Linked DNA regions of Ovis aries: region 1 is linked to region 2. The links are chromatin contacts, called in public Hi-C maps. All regions are on one chromosome and are shown on one strand. Each heading gives the region's core, a stretch centred on a gene start, on an enhancer-like site or on the middle of the called end of the contact. The rest is flanking DNA. Distances are from core to core; before and after follow the strand shown. Region 1 holds the start of SBNO1 (strawberry notch homolog 1). Region 2 holds the start of TMED2 (transmembrane p24 trafficking protein 2).

Region 1 (3,234 bases), core at 449-2,948, 150 kb after region 2:
GAGAATCCCAGGGACGGGGGAGCCTGGTGGACTGCCGTTTATGGGGTCGCACAGAGTCGGACACGACTGAAGCGACTTAGCAGCAGCAGCAGCAGCACACATATATAATACACAGGAATTGATGCTTTTGAACTGTGGTGTTTGAGAAGACTCTTGAGCGTCCCTTGGACTGCAAGGGGATCAAACTAGTCCATCCTAAAGGAAATCAGTCCTGAATATTCATTGAAGGACTGACGCTCAAGCTGCAATACACCTGATGTGACGAACTGACTCATTAGAAAAGACCCTGATGCTGGGAAAGATTGAAGGAAGGAGGAGAAGGGGACGACAGAGGACGAGATGGTTGGATGGCATCACTGATTGTATGGACATGAGTTTGAGCAAGCTCAGGGAGTTGGTGATGGACAGGAAGCCTGGCCTGTGCCACGGGGTTGCAAAGAGTCGGACACGACGACTGAGCGAATGAACTGAACAATACATATTTATGTATATAGACACTACGTTGGAAGACTCAATTATTCTTGCCGTAATTTTTTTCCCTCTCTCCCCTAGCCCCATACTGTCTCTAGAAGAGCTCACACTTTTACCTCCAAGTTAACCAAACCACTAAATTTGCTTTGAGCACAAGGCGAGTTCGACGCGCCACCGGTAGGGGGCAAGAATCACCCAGCGTGCCCATTACCTAAGCAACGGGTTCAAACAGCATTCTCAGGATGACTTTACAAAAGGGTTACCAAGTTAATTTGTTTATTCTGGGTCAGGTCATTTAGTAGTAGTACCAGTAACAAAAATCATAACGGAGAATACAAAAATAAAAGAGGGGGGTAGCAACAGACCTGCAGCAATCATTAATTGAGAGCAACAGTTTGTTCAGGTTAGTGGGTGTGCGCGAGAAAAAGAGAAAGAGGGGCTAACCGCGCTCTCACTCCTTAGGATCTGATTATGGTAATGAAACAGCCGAGGGGCTCCAGTTACTTGCGGTTTCACATTAAATAAAGTGCTCTGAGCAAGCCTAAGAAACAATAAGTAGGCGAATATTTTCTTCTAGAACTCACTAAGGTAACAAGCGTTTCAAAGTGACAGAGACACTACTAGATAACTTCCTGGGCCAAAGCCACACACCAAAAACGTTTTGAAAACAGCTTCAGGCCCCTCCTAGCCGGACTTTGAAAGTAGGTGTGGCACGCATGCGCCCGGCCCACCAGCTGACCTCCTCGTGGCAAGTCAAAGCACCGACCTTCTTCCCGACAGCCCGCGGGGGAGAAAGGGCGGAGGAACGGAACTCTCGCGAGGTCTTTCGAGCGCCGGCGGAAGCAGTAGACACGTGACTCTCCTAGGCGGCCTTCGCCTTCCCCCCCTCCCCCTTCTCGGAAGCCCGGCCCCCTCACCCCTCGCCCACCCGGGAGCCGCGGTAATGGACCGTTTGGGTTCCGGAATTCCCTTGGATCCAACCACTGGTACCCGGTCGGCGGGAGCGACGGAGTTCGTGCTTGGCGGCGAAGGCAGGGGGCAGTCATGGGGGGGTGGAAATCATCTTCCTTCACCTAGGAGGGAGGCGGGGCGGAGAGGTGCTAGGGAGTGGGGTGTTGTGGGGGGGGGGGAGGGAGGAAGTCACGTGGGTCGCGCGGCGCGCGCTGCGTGCGCGCGGCGCCTCATCCGTCGCCCCACCCCCTCCCCGTGGGGCGGGGGGGCTTGGGGGGAGGGGCGTCAAGATGGCGGCGGGGAGGTAGGCAGAGCCGGACGCCGCTGCTGCCGCCGCCACCGCCGCCTCCGCTCCCGTCGCCTCTGGTTCTTCAAGCTCTAGTCACCTGAGAGAATCTGTTCCGGTGTCGGATCCGGCGGGGAAAGTAAGTCCACCTCTTATCCCTTTTCTGCCTCCACACTCCTTCTCCCGGACAGCCTCCCACTCCCACCCTCTTCAGGGGGCCGTGCAGGGCCGGGCTGAGGGGGGGGCCCGCCACCTCACCCTGGCTTGGGGCCTCCCTCGCCGCCCCCTCCGCTGCGCGCCCCGGGGTCTTCGGGGGCACGGTCCTGGCGGCGGCCCCGCCGCGCTCGTTTCCTCCGCCCGTCAGCGCCGGGCCCTGCGGTCGCCGCGCGTGGAGCTCTCGGGCCCCGAGGGCCCCGCTGTCCGGGGTTGGAGACACCTCGTTTAAGCGAGGAGTCAGCGTCTGCGGACGCCGGCTCCGGCTCTGCTTGGGTCGCCCTCTTTGGTTCCTCAGCTAGACCAGGGGTCTGTGAGGTCCTGGGACCCGCAGGAAAGTGAGCTCCGCAATCCTTCAAAAGTCCTCGTACCCAAGGATTGCTCCGGTTCAGGGCGAGAGTGCGGGGAGCGTCAGGACACCGCACCTACAATTTGCTGGTCACCTCGCCGTCGGGGTGGTGGGGACGGTACGTGGGACACGTGGGGCCACCTTCACGCTTCACCCAGTGATGAGGTTAATTTTGCCCCGAGCTCGCTCGCCCGCCCGCCTCCTAGACGCTAAGCAGGCATTTCTGTGGAGGGGCAAGTCGGTTGGGGATTTGCTTACTTTGAGAGTGTTTGGCGTAACGAGCATCTAAAGTTCCCCAAACCAGTGTATGCTGGTGGTTTCCCAGAAGTGGTTTGAAGTCGGTTTAACCGCTGAGGAGATTTGGATGTTCCTGAACCCTTGTGATTGTTTCTTTCCTGACCCTGGCATCCAGCTCCTCCCCTTTCCACCTCGGCTTTGTGCTTCTGTTTGGTTAATGTTTGCGGACCACTAACTTGATCCTCGCGCAGAGAAGCTCTTTTTTATGTGCGTGCTCGGTTAACTGTGGGAGGCTTTTGTTTTGGGGAGTAGTTGGTTGAGAAACGTGGGAAAAGAACGGGAGAGAAAATGAGAGTCAAAGAAAGCAACGTTTTTATCCATTGAATTGCGCAGCCAATTGTAACTGCACCCGGAAGTTTGTACTGAACACGTGTTGATGAGAGAAGGTTAAAAGCTGGGTCCCCTTTGACCTTTGAAGTTGATTATTAGCAGTTTATGTTGAGTTAAATATTTCATATTCTCAGTGTAACCAGAATTACAGACGGAATGGGGTTCTAAAGTGTCGGCCAAGGAGGGCCCAGAAAGCTGTCAAGTCCTTAGTTGCTCTCTATCGCTGTTCCTCCTAACAGTTGCAGTCACTTAAACCAGCTAACAGTGCGAAGGGATCCCATATTTTCCCAGTTATTTACTGCAGTCACAACTGATTTTTGTAAGCAGTGGGGAAAGC
Region 2 (3,061 bases), core at 196-2,695:
TACCACCAACAGACAAATATGTAGCTATTAATATCAAAACAACAAAAAAGAAATCTCTTTTAAAACTAAGAACTTTGAGCAAGCCTACACATCGAGGTTTTCCTGACTGATTACTGCCTACTGGTAAAGGAATCTGCTTTATCTTATATGCCTAAGGACTTAAGGAAAAAGACTAGAGAAACTGGAAATTCAGAGACCCATGTTCTCATCCCAGTGTGCTCCAAATCAGTTGTTAGACCTTGCTCAAGTAGTTCCTCTTATGAAGCCCGTGCCACCTGCAGACTGAAAGAGCTGATCTCTCAAGCGGTAATTTTAACAGTTATTACCTCCATTATCCCCTTATTTCTGAACTTCACTTGTTTTGTGTAATTTATGCCCAACTCTGCTGACGTTAACTGTTAGATGGGAAAACCCATAGACACAATTAATCATGCTAACCGGTAGGTTTAAATATTCATTCCATCTGGTTTCCTTAAAAAAGTTAGAGGCGAGTCATTCTTTTAGTTTAAAGAAAATGATATACGACAAAATTTAGGGACTGCTGGTTTCTTAAAACGATTTTCCGTTTTCTCCACAGATACTTTACTGCAATCACTTCTAAAACGCATAACGCAACTCCACTCTCTTAATCAGAGATGACTAACCGAGGTATCCGAAGGTCTGCGTAAGAACGGGTTAACTCGGGTCGTTTCTACGAAAAATAAAGGCAAACACAACGCGAACGTCTACCTAGCATTCCTCAACAGCTTCCGATTTACTTTTTCAGAAGTTTCCATGCCACGTCCCAACTTTAATTCGCGCTAGGAAGGGAAGCAGCTGCTGCCCGGATCGAGACCTGCCATCAGCTAAACAAGACCGTGTAGCGCCTCCTGGGCCCAGAGATGACACGCGGCGCCTGGTAGACAAAGCTCGGCGAGGGGTTCCAAGGGGAACCAGCCGTTCAAACTGAGAATCCAAAGCAGCCAAGCAACGGTTCCGTCTCCCGAGCGGAGCTCGGAAACCGGGCGGGTGCGAGGGAAAGGGCCGTTAGGGGGTCGCCGGGTGGCGGCCCAGGCCCCTCCCTGGAATCGGACAGCGGCCTCCGGGTCCCGCTCTCCACGCTGGCCCCGCGCGGGCCCCGGGCGCCGCCAACCCCCGAGCGGCCGCGGGCCCCCGCTTCGGGCAGCGCGCCCGCACCTCCACGTCGATGTCCAGGAAGCCGCCCTCCGCCACCTCGAAGATGAGGCCCATCTTGGTGCCCGAGGTGACCCGCTCGAAGAAGCACTCCTCTGCATGCGCGTCAATGCTGACGAAGTAGCCCGAGGCCGTGGCCAGGAGGGCGGCCAGGAGCACCAGCAGCTCAGCTAGCGTCACCATGGTGGGGCTGCGGGCGAAGCCAGGACCGGGACTGCGGCCTCCGGAGCCGCCGTCGTCGCTGCCGCCACCGCTGCCTTTTCAGCCGCCGCTGCCTCAGCTCCGCCCCTTCCGGCTGCGCCGCCCGAGGGGGCTGATGCGGGCGCCGCGGATTGGCTGGCGCCCGTAGCTGCCACGTAACGGACGCACGGCGGCCGCCGAGGGACAAGAATGCTCCGCGCGTCTCGAGCCTGGACGGTGGCTCAGAAGGACCAGAAACCATCGTCTCCGTCACTAGTTCCATTCATGTACTGCCTAAATTTCCATGGGCCGTACTAGAAAGCGGTAGTATCAAGAAACCTCCTCTGCCTCGTGCAAGACGCTCTTAGGATTATCCATAAAGATAGCGAAAGATTTGGAGGCAGCAATAGGAGTATAAGGAGATGGGGCTGAAGCCAAAGGCTTTGAACTTTTATGTTAACTTCCTGTCACTCAAAAAAAAAAAAAAACGACGGGGAAAAGACGGGGGTGCGTATAGATTGGGAAGGGGCACGAGGGAAACTTAAGCGATTTTGGAAATGTTATATCATATCGTCACTAAATGATGGGTAGATGTTAATGTAAAAGGCTTCCCTGGTGGCTCAGATGGTAAAGACCCCGCCCATAATGCGAGAGACCCAGCTTTGATCCTTGGGTCAGGAAGATCCTCTGGAGAAGGGAATGGCAACTCACTCCAGGAAGATGTATCGTCACTAAACGATGGGTACACGAGTGTTTACATATGCTTTTTTTAATAGCTCAAGCTGTATCCTTGAGTAGCGCTCCATATTTTTTGCTTTACTGTATGTCTATATTACAACCACATGCACACAAAAAAAACTTTCCCTTGGCTACATCCTCCAAAATAAGAAGTCTCTCACCTCCCCAAAAGTCTTGCTGACACCCTGCACCCCCTTAAATATTGCCAGCTACTAAGACAATTTTTTCCCCACCCTTTGCCTCCTGAGGTACTCCTACACATCCCTCAAAACCCAACTCAAATGTCAGCTCTAGACCTCCCCCTTGCACAATACTAGCCCCTTCCTCTGTGCTTAGAGTTACAGTCATTTATTTACCAGTCACTCCCGAGGCACTAGTTTTTGCATACCTGTGCTTGTGTGCTGTACTCTTAGGCCCTACCATAAAGAAAGTGAAGTCACTCAGCCGTGTCTGACTCTTTGCGATCCCATGGACTGTAGTCTACCAGGCTTCTCTATCCATGGGATTTTCCAGGCAAGAGTACTGGAGTGGCGTGCCATTTCCTTCTCCAGGGGGTCTTCCTGACCCAGGCATCGAACCCAGGTCTCCTGCATTGCAGGCAGACACTTTACCCTCTGAGCCACCAGGGAAGCCCCACAAAAAAAAACCTCACCCATGACATGGTAGTTGACATGTCAAGTTCACTGAACTGGCCTGAGCATGAGGAGATCTGGGTTGTTACTCAAGCTTTGCACATAGCTGTGTGACCTTATTTATGTTCCATTACCTCTCTGAACCTTAATTTCCGTATCTGTAAAAAATATGACACCACACTCTTTGCTTATCTAGTAAAGTTATCATGAAAATCAGATGATGCCATGGGCTGTGCATGTTTTGGGGAATTATTTCTTCAAAGACTAACAGGCAATAGGGGGCAGTAATGGCCCAATATCCAGTTTCCTGGGCAGGTGTCAAGAAATAAGTACAATTA

Evidence for each region. Hi-C and Micro-C count contacts between places; a contact is called where the count stands out from the background.
Region 1: a Hi-C map of liver shows a contact between it and region 2, with 4 times the contacts expected there. The contact joins the promoter of SBNO1 here to the promoter of TMED2 in region 2. A contact is called at or near these places in 7 of 16 Hi-C or Micro-C datasets (blood, liver, mixed tissues and 2 more).

Annotation. Positions count from the first base shown.
Region 1 is chr17:52,278,353-52,281,586 of ARS-UI_Ramb_v3.0, forward strand. SBNO1 (strawberry notch homolog 1) reads left to right here and starts at 1,699. Exons shown (of 31, transcript XM_060401102.1): 1 at 1,699-1,847.
Region 2 is chr17:52,130,703-52,133,763 of ARS-UI_Ramb_v3.0, forward strand. It overlaps TMED2 (transmembrane p24 trafficking protein 2), which reads right to left and starts at 1,446. Exons shown (of 4, transcript XM_027956423.2): 1 at 1,177-1,446. The coding sequence starts at 1,356.